5 separate regions of the Mus musculus genome follow, and regions 2, 3, 4 and 5 are each linked to region 1. Evidence: chromatin contacts called from public HiCAR-type and promoter capture Hi-C data. All regions are on one chromosome and are shown on one strand. The core of a region is the stretch at or near the end of the contact, and the rest is flanking DNA. Distances in the headings are between cores, read along the strand shown. Region 1 holds the start of Ube2d-ps (ubiquitin-conjugating enzyme E2D, pseudogene). Region 2 holds the start of Patz1 (POZ (BTB) and AT hook containing zinc finger 1). Region 3 holds the start of Pik3ip1 (phosphoinositide-3-kinase interacting protein 1). Region 4 holds the start of 8430429K09Rik (RIKEN cDNA 8430429K09 gene). Region 5 holds the start of Tug1 (taurine upregulated gene 1).

Region 1 (2,873 bases), core at 138-2,637:
CTTTGGCTTCCCTCTCCTCCCAAGCTGCTTCTGGTTATGGTGTTTATCACAGCGACAGAAATCTAATTGAGACACATAACCTGGATCCACTTGGTGGAAAGAATCATGCTAATGCTAAAAGTTAGGGTCATAGGGCTGGAGAGATGGCTCAGTGGTTAAGGGCATGAACTGCTCTTCCAGAGCTCCTGAGTATGATTCTTGGCACCTACACAGGGCACCTTACACCCACATATAAGTGAGCAAATCTTTTTTTTTTTTTTGGTTTTTCGAGACAGGGTTTCTCTGTATAGCCTTGGCTGTCCTCTGTAGATCAGGCTGTCCTCGAACTCCGTCTGCCTCTGCCTCCCAAGTGCTGGGATAAAAGGTATGCAACACCACGCCCGGCCCCAAATCCTTTAAAAAAGAGGTTATAAATACCATTTTGCAGTATAGAAAATCCCAACTAGGGTTGGTGAGATGGCTCAATGGGTAAGAGCACCCGACTGCTCTTCCGAAGGTCAGGAGTTCAAATCCCAGCAACCACATGGTGGCTCACAACCATCCGTAACGAGATCTGACTCCCTCTTCTGGAGTGTCTGAGGACAGCTACAGTGTACTTACATATAATAAATAAATAAATAAATAAATAAATAAATAAATCTTTAAAAAAATTCCAACTATTAATACTATGTGAAAACATGGATCATAAATTACAGTATAATGCAGGGTATGGTGGTGCACGCCCCTCGGCAACCAGAGGCAGGAGGATCTCTGTGAGTTTGAGGCTGGCCTTGTCTACATAGCGAGTTCTGGGTCTGCCAGGAGGCCGTGTCTCAAAAAACCAAACCAAACCAAACCAAAACGGAACAAAAAACAACTTAGAAATATAAAATAATTTTCTTTAGGAAAAGGACGAAAAGTGGATAGGCTAAAACGTTAACAAATGGTAAAGGGTGGATTGGTGGCTTCTTTTTCTGAGATGCAATTACCAGGCTCTAGGTTAATGGGCTAATACAAACCTACGGGATGAAATTCTCCCGCAGCTCAGCCTCTCGTGCTAGGCACCCTGGGAGACACCCCTCTGCTTCCCTAAACTCCGCCCAAAGCTGCGCGCGCACGTGACCCGGTCGCATGACTCCGCCCCCGCGAGTCGCCCGCCAGAGGCACTCAGCCACCTCCTAAGTCTGCGCCGACCGCGGCGGAACTCGCGCGGGGCAAGTGTCAGTGCGCCCTGCCGCACCTCAGCCGCGGGGTTCTATTCGCTGCGACAGCCCGCAGAGTGGACGGGCGGGAGGACCCCGTTTCCGCCACTCTTACCTTCTGGATCCGTTTTAGAGCCATGTTCCCGCTGCTCGTGCCCCACCGGCCCTGCGGGGCAGACTAAGACGGCCGCCTGGGCCGCAACGCTGCACGCCGGGAACGGCGCTCTACGCGTGCGCGCCGCGGTGCGCTGTGGGTAGCTAGTGCGCGCAGCAGTCCTGGGTCTGACCACGGAGTCGCGCACGGTCAGTTACTCGGCCACGGTCACGGCCCTGTGGCTCTGGTTTCTGCTAGGCGAGGGGCCTGGGCACCAGGACATGCCTGAAACCGCAGGTGCCACACGCTATGCTCTCTGCCCCTCCCTGGGCTCCTCCCCAGGCTGTCACTTAACTCCTGAGCTTAGTGGTTGTCAGCGCTGTAAGTATACATTCACTTTTATATGCTTTCTGGGCAGAAGTGTTACAGATATTTCTGAATACGCGTAGGTGCTGAGCACAGATGCATCTACATGTCTGGAGAGCTGCATTTTCAGTAGTACTTAGTTGGCTTCAATGCACTGCCGCTATTGAGACTCAGCCTGAAAGTGCACATCCCAAGCTAAACTCTGCTTCCCTTTCCCCAAGACATCGAACTGTTTAAGACCAAGTGTAAAGAACTTAGTGGTATGTCACAAAATCTGTGTAATAGATTGTAGCCAACATCTTGGAAATGAAATAGAATATGGCAAAATACATAATATCAGCGTGCCTCATACAGTAAAGAATCTGGACTCTCTATATAAATAATCATATATATTGTTTCCAGACAGATAAACCTAATAGGGTATGCTAGTGCAGTTGCTCTGGACCAAAGGTGTTCCAACACCAGACTGGGCTACATAGTGAGTTTGAGGCCAGCCTGGATTGCAGAGTAAGACCATGTCTTAAAAAAAAAAAAAAAGCCGGGCGTGGTGGCGCACACCTTTAATCCCAGCACTCAGGAGTCAGAGACAGGCGGATTCCTGAGTTCAAGGCCAGCCTGGTCTACAAAGTGAGTTCCAGGACAGCCAGAGCTATGCAGAGAAACCCTGTCTGGAAAAACCAAAAAAAGAAAGAAAGAAAGAAAGAAAGAAAGAAAGAAAGAAAGAGAGAAAGATCCCCAAAGGAAAATCTAAAACTAGAGGAGCTGAGGAGATAGTAGATAGGAGTGCTTGTGGTGCAAGCATGGGGCCCTGAGATCATTAGTACCCACAGAAAAGGTGAGGTTGGCTACTCATGTCTCTAACCCCAGCACTGGGTAGCCGGCATGACAGGATCCCTGGAGCTACCTTAGCATAGATAGTGAGATTCCAGTTCAGTGAGAGACCTTGCACCAAAAGCAGTAAGGCACAAAGAGTAGCATTTACTCTGTCATATATCTGGCATTCTACTCTGGCCTCTGTCATGTTCCTGCACATACGCATACAAACCCTGCCCAAAACAAAAACAATGAATCGAACACTTAAATGGTTTCCCAGCCAGATTCCTATATGCCATTCACCTATTCTCCTAGTTTATCCTAAACACATGTCATGAACTGTCCTCTAAACTATAAGCCTTACCAAGCTCCACCCTCTTCCAAAACTCCACAAGGAAGATCTGTGGCCTGTGGGAATA
Region 2 (2,873 bases), core at 267-2,766, 2.5 Mb after region 1:
TCCACATCCCCAGATCCTGGGAAGGATCTGTCTCGAGACAGAACTAAGATAATACACAGCAGGGAGTGGGGGAGGGTGCCATCCTCACCTGGAGAAACCTTTCCCACAGCTCTGGCAGATGTACGGTTTGCCCACTGACCCATCATGGGACCTCACATGGTACGACATTCGGTCTTTTCTCTTGAACCGCAGACCACACACCGGGCACGAGTACGGCTTCTCCCCCGAGTGGGAAAGCTTATGCCGGTTGAGATGGTATACGTCACGAAAGATCTTGCCACAGATCTCACAAGCCACTTGCTTCCTGGTCCGGCTCCTTTTTCTGGGGCCATCGGGGTCCTCGGAGATGGGTAACCCATTCTCACCCAGCCTTGGAGGAGGAAGATCGATATAGCCCAACTGGAGGCTTGTGACGCCGTGCTGGGCCTCATGTTGCCGGAGCCGGTTGGCGTCAGTGAACACCTTCCCGCACAGGCCACATGGAAGGATGCCTGCTTCCCTCAAGCCCCCTGGAGACCCAAACATGGAGTCCAGCAGGTTGGCCTTCCTGGGGCGTCCCCGGCCTCGCTTGCTAGTTAGTGGAGGTGCACTGGATGCCACATTAGGGAACGGAGAAGTCAGTAGTTGGGGGGATAGGGGTCCAGCCACCATGGGCAATCTGTCCACCCCGGGTAACACAGGCAGAGAAGCTTGGCCCGCAATAGCAGCACCTGTGGCCCTGGCAGCCTCCTCCTCGGGCTGCATACTGCCAGCAATACCGTTACTGTTGGCTGCCATGGCTGCCCCGTTGGTCATGTCCAAAGGGAAGCCCAAGTCAGAAGTCCCAGGTGGGCGAAAGAGCATGATATCAGCCCGGGCAGGGGGCACGAGGATCTGCACGTTGGACTGTTTGATTACTTCCTGGCAGATCTCGATGACCGACCTCATCAGCAGGAACTTGGCGGCCGTCATGAGCTCGGGGAAGCTCTCTAGGCGCACAACGATTCGGGACGTATAAGCGAAGTCCAGGATGTCTCCGAACACTTTGGAACTGATGGTGTGCATCTCCAGTTCGCGGCTGCCTCCAGCTCCGCCGCCTGGAGCCGCCGCCGCGCCTCCCACATCAGCAGGACCACCATCTGCAGCTCCGCCGTCGCCTAACTGGGCGCTGAACACAGACTCAAAGTACTCGCTGCAGGCAGCCAGTACGGCGCGGTGCGCTGGGAAGCTCTCGTCGCCTACTCGTAGGAGCACGTCGCAAAAGCGCCCGCCGTTTTTGCGTTGTTGGTTCAGGTTGTGCAGCATCTCCGTACTGTGTCTGCTCACCTGGTAGGTGTAGCAGCCCGACGGACCGCAAGAAGCGTCGTTGACCCGCTCCATGGTCGCTGCCCCTTCCCCACTCGCCGGGCCGGGCACCCGCCAGTCCCTGGTCCCTTCCCTTAGGCAGCGAGACGCCTTTTGCAGCGGACCACTCACACTCCCCGCACGTGCGGCCCAGGGCTCGGTAGTACTCTCAGGTGCGCCCAGCGCACACGCCCCCTGCTCTAATAAAAAGGGCTAGACCCAGCGGGGCACTGCCCCCCACATTGCCGCCCTTAACCTCCGCCGGACCCGCGTAGCACTCCCTCTCCGCCTGCCCGCCTCCCTCTCTAGGTCTACCTTCCAGGGGTAAACGAGCGAAGAGGTGCGCCCCTCCTGCAAACGCAGCTGCCACCTCCCCTCCCGCCCGCCAGGCGGCGCCGGCGCGCGGCCAAAAGGCGCGCGCGCGCGCGCGGGGAGGAGGAGGGGTCCGCCGCGCAAGCGCAAGCGCGCGCTCCGAGGCTTTTCCCGGGCCCACTGGGGGCGCGCGCTGCGTCCCCTGCAAAGCGCGAGCCGGGGTGGGGGCGCCGGAGCAAAGGAAACAAAAGGCGAAGGCGAAGGCGGCGGTCCGCGCGCACAGGGGCGGTGGCGTAGGCCGAGTCTTGGAGCCCGGCGAAGGCGGCGGCCGAAGCGAGCGGGTGGCAGTAGCAGGGTGGGCCCTTTCCCAAGCCAGGCACGAGTGGCGGCGGCGCTGCGGCCCCAGGCTCCGTGCGTTCGGAACGGAGGAAAGATGGCAGCGGCTGCACTTCCTCTTGCACTTTCACCCCTGGGGGGAGGAGAAGGAGGGGGCGATACCAACAACACCCCCCCCCCCAGCTTGCAGAAAGAAAAAAAAGCAGCGAGCTCGGCGTGGGGGGTCTCGGTCGCCCCGACTCAGCACGTGCGCATCCGGCTCCCTAGCTTGGGCCGCCTAGCGCTGCAAACTTTCCACTTTCTTTGTGCCGAACGCCCCCCCCCCTCACCCAGCGGAGGATGCACGTCCCCCATTCCCTATTTATACAACCCCCCCCCCTGCAGCTCCGCTCCGCTCGCTTCCTGCCCCCACTCCCCAGCTCCGCCAATGCTAGCGCAGCCTGATCCTCCGCCTCCCCACCCCGCCCGCGGGGCCCGGGGCTGCAGCCTCAACCACCCCCCACACACCACCACCCCCCCCCCGACCCCGGCCAATACGATCTGAGCGCCGAGCCAGCAAACCAGCTACAGCCGCCCCTCCGCTGCCCGCCCAGAGTGTAGGCGAGCGTGCGGGATGGGCAGCCAGAGCCTGTGGATCTGAGCCCCCCAGCCTACCTTGCGCACCCGCAGGTCGGACGGGCATCAGCACCCTGCCTAGTTCTCCTTTGATGGCCGAAATCCCTAGAAGTCGGCTGAGACCTCCCGCTCTGCTGCCCTAGGAAGGAGACGGGATCCCGATCCGACGCAGGCGGAACCTTCTGCCTGCCTCACACTGACCGAGGCAAATGCCCGGCACGCCTGGATAACTAGAGATAGGTCGTTTTCCCCACCCACAGCTACTTGGGCTTTGTGCCCCAGGGAGC
Region 3 (2,873 bases), core at 154-2,653, 2.4 Mb after region 1:
CGGCAGTAGTTGTGGTTGCCCGGGCCTGAGGTGGGGAGAAGAGGAGTCAAGGGCCGCGGCCGCCGCCCACCAACCCCGCCCGCCTCCCCGGCGGACACTCACTGGGCTCGGTGAGCGACTCGCGGCTGCCTTGCGCGGCCAACCAGTTGAGGCAGCGGAGACCCGGCGCGGGCGAGGGCTGGTCCTCCCGGTACAGGTGGCCGTTGTCCCAGAAGCAGCCTATGAGGAAGAGGAACCCGCCCGAGACTCTTAGTGCGTTTCTCTGGCCCCGCGGGAGAAAGCCCTGTGTACCTCAGAGTGTCACGCCCCTGGCGGCGTTTGGTCCACACACAACACTCGATTTAGCTTTCTTCTTCCTTCCCTTCCCTTCCCTTCCCTTCCCTTCCTTCCTTCCTTCCTTCCTTCCTTCCTTCCTTCCTTCCTTCCTTCCTTCCTTCCTTCCTTTTAAAAAAGCTTAAGATCGCTGCACAACTGCAAAGGGTTGTTATTCTTGGACTTGGGACCACTTTGAAGGTACAAGAAGGTCTTTCTCCCTAAGGTCTTTCTGTGGAGATGGTGAGTTTGGTTCTGGGCAGTCAGACATGGAAGTCATCCCAGTGTTGAGAAGTCAATGTTATATAAACTGGTGTTCCCTTCTCTACGAATACAGCCACTTTCTGCTAGTTTAACAGACACCGCCAGCTCCCAAGAGAATTCCACAAAAGCCTTTGATTCAGGGAAGCAAAAGATCCAATAGAGACCCCAGCTGAGGGTCTCTGCCTCATCTCTTAAGCTCCCACTCCCCTCAGCAGAGAGCCACGGGAGGAGGCTGGAGAGGGGAGGTTCGTGCGCCTGCCACACAAAGCAAACGGACTTTAAAAGGGTAAGACTCTGGGGAGTAGAAGAGACGAATTCCACTCCATCCACTCGTGTGAAAGGAAAGGGAAAGAGAAAGTGACTACTTGTCTTTGTTCTTAATGGCAAAGATGGAGCTGCAAGCCTCTGGCAAGGAAGGAGAGAGGAGAGAAGAATGCTTTCGTAGGATAACGAGAAAAGCAGCCAAAACCTTCCTTCCCTGTCGGCCTGACCACGTTTGGGGAATCTGTTTCATTTAAGTTGCTGCAGAAAGGGGGAGAAAACGTAATCTCACCTCCAGATCCATAGGCTTCTGCCAGAAGCATGTTGCTGAGAAGAAATGTGTGTACCCAAGCCAACAGCATCCTCGTCTCTTCGGCTCGCAGGTGACTCAACAGCCAGTGTCCAAATGGGGGGGGGGGGTCCTCCTTGGCAGCAGTTTTGTCTCCTTGCAGTCAGACTGGCCGGCCCCTGTTATGCTCTTCTGGTAAACAGCCTCTCTTTAGAACTGGGAGCTTCCCAGCTAGCTTGCTGCAGCCGAGGTGTTTTTCAGCTGAAAGGCGCCCCCTGGGTCCTAAGCCTCCTAGACCTTACCAGATCACTAACCCTGAGCCAAGAGAGGAACTCAGCCAAGCCGAGAGTGGCAGAGAGGTTTTGCTTAGCAGCAGCTCCGCGTGAGACCTGCACAACTGCATGCCCAGGGCTTTTCTTCCTTTTCCACCAGTGTGAGTACAGAGTCACTGTGTCAGAAGGCATCGTGGAGTGGGGTGGATTAGGAGCCCCAAAAGCACTACACAGTTGTAAGAGCGGATGCTGATTGCAGAAGCAGGAAGAATTTAAGACCACATAGACAGCACAACTAAGAATTATCTGTCTGGAAGCAATATATTTAAATTGTACTTTGCTAGGGCCAGTTCAGTCACATTCCTTTACTAACATTTGAGGTTTGGGTTATCCATATATAGTAGGAACACAGAAAGGGTATCATTAGCTGAAAATACATGTTACACAAACATTGAATTCCTTTAGCTATATTGTAAAGTCCACCCTTTTTACCAGCCCAGAAGTAAAATGTCTTCCTTCCAACTCCCCTCAAGCAGTATATAGGAAATCTAGTTGCAATAATTTGTGTCTACAGTTAAACCACATCCACATAACTTAGGGCTTTTGGAGTTTCTATTTGGCTGGCAGTTGAAGTTCCCAAGCAGCCTCAGTAAACTGAGAGAACAGGGTGGTTTGCCAAGACTACCTTGTGACTGGGGCAAATCCAAGAATAGAAACTCTGTTTTGATCTTGCCACAATGTAGGGAGGAAAAAAATAACACTATGAAGTAAGTTTTATAGACTTTATCATAGTGGAAAGCTAATGTGATTCTAACTATGAGAAGTGATTGAACCCTGATGTGTCTTTTAAGAAGAAAAGGGTTATTTTTATTTGTGGGTTTATCTGTGTCTGTACTCAGGCCATAGGAAAACTTCAGGGCCTCAAGAACTGGGGTTATAGGCAGTTGTCGACCATGGGAGGTAGCTGAAGTAGGCAGTGGAACTCGGGTCAGCTCTTCTTGAAGAGCAGCAAGTACTCCTAGTCTCTGAACCATGTCCCCAAACCACCTGACATGCCTTTTAAAACCATTGTCCGGACTGGGGAGGTGGCTCATTAGTTACGAGCACTTGTTGCTCTTGCGGAGCACTTAGTTCAGTTCCCAGCACTTAGCATAAGGCCATCTGTGTCCAGATCCAGAATATGGACTCCCTCCTCTGATACTCAGTCATGCACATACACATATGCTGGCAAAACACACATATAAACACCGCCCCCCAAAGAGTGCGTGTGTGTGCGTGTGGGGGTGGGGTTGGGGAGGGGTGGGGGGGTGTGCATGTGGTGTGTATATATGTGTGTGGTATGTGTGTGTGTAGGGTCAGATCACATGGTGTGTGCCCATGTGTGTAAATAAGGAAGTCAGAACAGGATGCCCAGTGTCTTACTACCTTGAAACAGGTTCTCTTACTGGACCAAAAGTGTGACCTTTAAGCTGGGC
Region 4 (2,873 bases), core at 114-2,613, 2.3 Mb after region 1:
AATCTTACTTTTTCCAGGAACAGAAGGAGGAGGAGTATTCTGACCGATCCCTCAGGTCCCCCACAGGTGGAGCTAGAGATTGATAAGGTCAAGGACTCTGGGGAGAGGATGCAGGCTCACCTGCCATCTGGCGTTTGGGCTTTCACACTGGCAAGCAGAAGCTGAAAGCCATCCAGTACAGGATACAAGGCCGGTGTGCCAGCCCTACCTCAGCTTACACACAGGAATGCTACTGCTACTGCTTGTCCGAGGCAGGACGGAAGTCCCTTCTTGTTCTACAGAATGAGGTGTGCCGGCTCTCCACCCCCCACTCCCCCCACCCCTGCAACAGCACAGCTATGCAGCTTTGTAGGAGCTGCACAGCAAAATCACTCACCTGCACTGAGCACTGTTGCACTGGACTCACATGTTTTTATATATGGAAAGCTAAAACACCAATTTTTCTAGTTATTTTTAAATATAATAAATGCACTTGCTACTGTAAAAAAAAAACAATCCCTCATTGGTTACAAGTTCATCTAATTAGTTTTAAAATAAATTACCATGTATTTATTAAGTGTCTCTGTATACATGTGAAGGTCTGATGACAACTTGCCAGACTCCTTTCCTTCCACCGCTGGGTTTCTGGGGACTGAACTAGAGTTGACAGGCTTGGCAGCAAACATCTTTACCTCTGAACCATCTCATGGGCTCCAATTAGTTATACTCTTATTACCTTTATTATTTTGATACTGAAATTTCACAGATTTGGCTAGTAGAGTCTTCAAGAGAGCTCCTGGGTCGTTTTGCACATTCTCATCCATCACCACTGTTAGCATTCCTTCTAGGCTCCGCCCCACAGTTACCTGGCAACAGCGAGGTATGCCCGGCTTACTATAAAAGGGGCTGTTCGCCCCCTCCTCTCCCTTACTCTTTGCCCCCTTCCCCCTCCGCCCTCTCTCTTCACGCGTTCCTGGCCGGCCTCTCTCCCTTCTCCTCATTCTCTACTCCCTTTCCTACTCCACTTCCCATGCCTCCTCCTCCTGTTCTTCTTCTTTATAAAACAGAACAACCACTGACCTTACTTTCTTGTACAAGGCATTCCAAACTGGTATTTCTAGAACTGGCTTTTTCATCCGCCCATTATTTTTGCGACACGGTCCCATGTATCCCAAGCCTGCTTCGAAAACGACATTGAAGTTCTGACCCATCACCCGAATGAATGCTATGATTAGCTGGCGGGTACGCACATATTTATTCCCACGTCTTCACGCGGGCGAGGCGAGCTCGCCCATCCACCGAGCTGCCTTCCCTCCTCTTCCAGCGCTAGGAAACCCTACGGAAAGACCAGACGCCCTCCCCTTCCTGTCCCGGGGCGGAACTTACCAGCCGGGCGCCTGGGCCGGAGAGCAGCGCTGCACACCAGCCTTTTCCGGCTGGAACCGGAAGTTGTTCTACTAGAGGCGGCTCCGCGTCAGGTGACCAAGTTCCCGGTAGGAGGGGTCGGAGGTTCAATCTTTCTGACTGACGCGTCTCTAAGACTGGCTCGGCTACTCCGGGACGGGGGAACGGACAGCTGGCGTCGCTGGCGCTCGCTCTACCGCGGCGGCAGGTAGGTGACGAGCTGGGACGGCGGGCCCGGGAGGCATGGGACCCCCTTCCCAGGCTCAGGGATCTGAAGCCAAGGGCCAGGAGTCATCCAGTCTGGCTCTGTCCAGGTCCCAGAAGGAAGGTCAGACTGGCATCCGTGGGTACAGATTGGGCAAACTAAGGCCCCAGAAAAGGGAAAGAAGGGTGCGCACAAGCTCCCCTTCCAGACGGGGCTCGTCCTGACTCCCGTAGCCTCGGGGGCGGGACCGCCTCTCTCGTGGGTGGCGATTTGGTGGAGTGGAAAGATGAGGAATGCGGTGAACAGATTTGGGGTGAAGCGTAGGAGACCTGGACTTGAGTTCGCTGCCTGCAGCTCACTGTGCGTTCGAGGCCAAGTCTTTGACCTCCCTGAACCTAGTTCCCACAGCTGTACAACCGGGCACAGCTGTCTCAAAAGCGTGGGCCTCCACAGCACCTGCTCCGAAACCCTCCGGGATGCCGGCTCTCCAGCCCTGGGCTTTTCCCACAGCTTGTTTCGAATCTGGGTCTGGATCCTAGGAAACCTTATTTTGAACGTTCTCCTCTGGAGTCCTACTCGTGTTTGAAGCCTGCTCATCCGAAGTGCGGTCCCGCTGTGAATGCGGTACTCGATTCGAGGCAGCTGGAGCCGGCTCGATTCTATGAAACTTCTAGCTTAGGAAAGAACGCCGGAGGAGAATAACTAACTATCTTTAAAAGCTGGCGCGGGGTGGGGGTGGGGGTTGGGTGGGGGAGTTATGGCAAAGAGGCCTCCTGCTTGATCTTTGTAGCTGAAAGAGGTACAGCTACGATTAATAGGTAGGTTCTAGGGGGAAGACACATGTGTACTTACTATTAAGAATTTAACGGAAGAATTATCAGAGGTGACGACTGATGGGGATTGACTGTCTCCTTGGGAAAGGAAGTATACAGGAGGCGGCCCTTTCCAATTTAAAAGGCTCGTATTAGTATTTATTGTGACTCTTACCTCTCCACTGATAACTCTGTCTTCAGAGTGTATGTGATACTTCTTTTGTGGTCTGAGACAGGGTCTCAGGGATCTCAGGCTGTCCTCAAGCTCCTTTTGTAGTTGGCCTTGAACCCGGATCCTGCTGTTTCAGTCTTAAAGAGTGCCAGGATCACTCGTTACTTAGTACCATTATGCCTACAGAATGTGACATTTCTTTGTCTTCCCTTCTGGACTCTCCTCCCTAGTTTATATCTCCTATCAATAAGGCCAGCACACTTGATCTTATGTAATCTTTTACTGGTTGTCACATTTGTCA
Region 5 (2,873 bases), core at 108-2,607, 2.1 Mb after region 1:
GAAAGAACTATATTCGAAACCTACTGTCCTTAAGTGCTCCGGGGGGTCAAGCTTTCTTCACACAATTCCGACGCACATCAAAAGTGAACGGTTCTGAATGGTCTTCAAACTTGGAGGTTTACAGCTTCAACTTCACGTTCAAGTCCTTTTCTGTTCTCCTAAATTCAGGAAATTGACCTACTTCTGACGGTTCACCTACTTCATTACCACCGAAGACTTTGTCACCACCGAAGACACCAGGCTCCTCAAAAGAGTGCTCTACTGGACAGTGCAGTGGAGTGGAGGCTACTTCTGGCTTCACCGCTTTCCAACAGAAAGGTCCTTGGTGCTGACTGACAGATTTCTTTTCCCAAACCCCGCCCAAACACAGCTTGCTATTATGCCACAATCACCACAGGTTGTGGGTGAAATTACTCACAGTGGCCCACAGAAACACCTCACAACCTACCCTCCCGAATCACCTCAGGTGCGCCCTTCCCCCACACCCTTCAGAAGATGGCCTCGGGCCCTCGGGCCTTCCCAGGCCTGGGTCCTGTGGCCACCTCCTCGCTACCGACAGACAGGAGTTAGTCCCAGAGCCTGGGAGAACAGAGGAAAGTGGCGAGTGCACCACCAGATCCGATCGGGCGTTGCCTGCAGCTCGCAGATGCCTTTGTCCCTCCCCGTGGAATTGGAACTCAACCACCGCAGCGCGCTCTTGGAACCATGTGCTGCCTCCGCTGCCGCTGCCGCCGCCGCCGCCGCCGCCCGCCCGCGCCGCGACACGACACGACACGCCGCGCCTCAACAGACGATGACAGGCTGGGCGTCACGAGATTCAGCGTTCAGTACGGCTTTGCGGCCGGTGCTGCCCGCGCCACCGCTACCTCAGCCACCGCTTTGTCTCCGTAAGCGCACGCAGCGCGAATCACCTCGCTCACTCCCGACGGCCCGGCCGCCGAGGCCTCCAGCGCACCTTCGGCCAATCACAGAGCTCGAAGTCTTCCCGCCCCCGCCCTGAGACTCCACCTTCTGATTGGCGAGCGACGTCGGTCCACGTGACCGGATCTTGTTTGGCCGGTCCGCCCCCATCACGTGAGGGCGCGCGCCTCTCTTCCTGCTTTCCTGACCCCTCTCGGCCATTTAAAGGAACAGTACCGGGGGCGGGCCGAGAGACGCAGCCGGGACGGTAGCTGCAGAGCAGAGCGGAGGAGCCATCTTGTCTTGTCGCCGGGGAGTCAGGCCCCTAACTCGAAGAAGCCCTGGCGCGCCCTCCCCCCCTCCCCGGTCTGGTAGGGCGAAGGAGCGGGCGTGCGGTCGATCGAGCGATCGGTTGGCGGCTCTTTCTCCTGCTCTGGCATCCAGCTCTTGGGGCGCAGGCCCGGCCGCCGCGGCGCGCGCCCGGTGGCCGTTGGCGCTCGCGCCGCGTCTTTCTTCTCGTACGCAGAACTCGGGCGGCGGCCTATGCTTTTGCGATCCGACGAGGGGTCGTCCGGGTGGTTGGCGGCGGCGGGCAACTCCGCCCCGCTCCCGGGGAGGCGGCGGGGGAAGCTGGGGTGGCCGGGGCTGGCCTGGAGGCCTGGCGCCACCCCTCGGGGCCTGCTAGGACCCAGTTGGAGGGTCAAGAGGGAGCTGGAGGATGGTTGGTGGTGGGCTTCCTCCTTTGCCTTTTCCTACTTATGCCACCTTAGTGGGGAGCGAGAGCGCTGGCGGCAGCTCCGGGGTGGGGATTCGAGCTCCGGAGTCGGAAGATCTGGGTTTGCTTCCGGGCCTAGCCACTCGCTGGCCGAGTGACCTTAGGCAAGTCACTCTGTAATCTGTCTGCGCCTCAGTTTCCTCCTCTGCCTATCAGTGTGTGTATGGAATTGGAAGCTCTCTTCAAAAGTGTCGGTTTACAGAAAGATGATTATTGTTTTTTTTTCCTTTGAGTTGCAAGAAGTCATAACAATTGCTCATTCCCTGAAATTAAATTCGGGAACCTTTTATTGGAGTTGGAGATGGGAAGGTTCCCTGAACTTCTTCTGTACAGAAACACGTGGGAAAGTGTTTTCTAGGGGGATGAGTAGATCCTTCAGTAGCGAGTTTTCAAAGGGGGCTATGACCCAGAAGAGTTTAGAACAGTTTTTGCCACCGGGAGGAAACTGAGGCCTACATGTCATCTGGGACCCTTCACAACCAATATGAAGCCCCCATTTGAGTCCCTGGTATATGTGAGCTGCTTCTTACTGCATAATGGCTGTTTCAGGTACCATCACTTCACTGCTTGGCTTTTAGTCAAAGCCCTTTCCTTTCACCATAGGGTGCCTGAAGGGTGGCTGATGCCTATGGTACAATGGCACCCACTAGAAAGCAGCTACAATTAGGAGTGAATGTGTCCTCGAGTAACAAGAAGTGTAATCTCTGGCCCAGCGATTGTTTTCTGCTGCTCGTACTGGTGCCTGACTACTTTTCTCTCGTTAACTATTTTTTTACAACCATGATTGACACCCATTATTTGCTCCTATTTTATATCCCTGGTTTTCGTGGTTGATAGTGAACAGGATTATTTTTAAATGGTGCTGCCAAAACCAGTTAATAGTGCACATGGATTTTTAGCAAGAGGGCTACTTGGAACAGACTGAACCAGGCGTTGGATTCCTGAAAATGTTTGGGGTTTTTTTTTTTTTTTTTTTTTTTTTTTTTTTGGGGGGGTTTTTTGTTTTGTTTTTTAAATTGAAGGCTAAAGTTTTTGAAAAAACTTTGTTGGACTCTGGCTGGGACACAAAATCAGATATTTGGAATCATTTTGAAGCTTAACTTTTTCCTAACCAGCCTTGTATTCTAATTGCTTGCAAATGTGAGACTGAATGGCCAAAATGCCGTTTGTTTGTTTGTTTATTGTCAGCTGCTTTTAT

What was found. Promoter capture Hi-C pulls out the DNA fragments that hold promoters and counts their contacts. HiCAR-type assays count read pairs that join an accessible place to other places. Capture Hi-C pulls out chosen DNA fragments and counts their contacts.
Region 2: a contact with region 1 is called in a promoter capture Hi-C map of liver, with 5 times the contacts expected there. The contact joins the promoter of Patz1 here to the promoter of Ube2d-ps in region 1. A contact is called at or near these places in 1 of 39 promoter capture datasets (liver) and 2 of 9 other capture datasets (adipose tissue and liver).
Region 3: a contact with region 1 is called in a HiCAR-type map of astrocytes, with 6 times the contacts expected there. The contact joins the promoter of Pik3ip1 here to the promoter of Ube2d-ps in region 1. A contact is called at or near these places in 1 of 39 promoter capture datasets (liver) and 1 of 115 datasets of contacts at active chromatin or transcription factors (astrocytes).
Region 4: a contact with region 1 is called in a HiCAR-type map of astrocytes, with 7 times the contacts expected there. The contact joins the promoter of 8430429K09Rik here to the promoter of Ube2d-ps in region 1.
Region 5: a contact with region 1 is called in a promoter capture Hi-C map of adipose tissue, with 6 times the contacts expected there. The contact joins the promoter of Tug1 here to the promoter of Ube2d-ps in region 1. A contact is called at or near these places in 3 of 39 promoter capture datasets (hippocampal neurons and liver) and 1 of 9 other capture datasets (adipose tissue).

What each region holds. Positions count from the first base shown.
Region 1 is chr11:5,760,664-5,763,536 of GRCm38.p6, reverse strand. Ube2d-ps (ubiquitin-conjugating enzyme E2D, pseudogene) reads right to left here and starts at 1,387. Exons shown (of 7, transcript NR_015577.1): 1 at 1,297-1,387. It also overlaps a transcript of Urgcp not described here.
Region 2 is chr11:3,289,100-3,291,972 of GRCm38.p6, reverse strand. Patz1 (POZ (BTB) and AT hook containing zinc finger 1) reads right to left here and starts at 1,516. Exons shown (of 4, transcript NM_019574.3): 1 at 89-1,516. The coding sequence starts at 1,359.
Region 3 is chr11:3,329,261-3,332,133 of GRCm38.p6, reverse strand. It overlaps Pik3ip1 (phosphoinositide-3-kinase interacting protein 1), which reads right to left and starts at 1,403. Exons shown (of 6, transcript NM_178149.4): 1 at 1,130-1,403; 2 at 103-219; 3 at 1-25. The coding sequence starts at 1,199. It overlaps Gm12592 (predicted gene 12592), which reads left to right and starts at 944. Exons shown (of 2, transcript NR_165248.1): 1 at 944-1,220.
Region 4 is chr11:3,450,927-3,453,799 of GRCm38.p6, reverse strand. It overlaps 8430429K09Rik (RIKEN cDNA 8430429K09 gene), which reads right to left and starts at 1,363. Exons shown (of 4, transcript NR_028317.1): 1 at 1,060-1,363. Rnf185 (ring finger protein 185) reads left to right here and starts at 844. Exons shown (of 7, transcript NM_001290472.1): 1 at 844-1,591.
Region 5 is chr11:3,647,298-3,650,170 of GRCm38.p6, reverse strand. Tug1 (taurine upregulated gene 1) reads left to right here and starts at 1,357. Exons shown (of 4, transcript NR_002321.2): 1 at 1,357-1,418. It overlaps Morc2a (microrchidia 2A), which reads right to left and starts at 734. Exons shown (of 27, transcript NM_001159288.2): 1 at 25-734.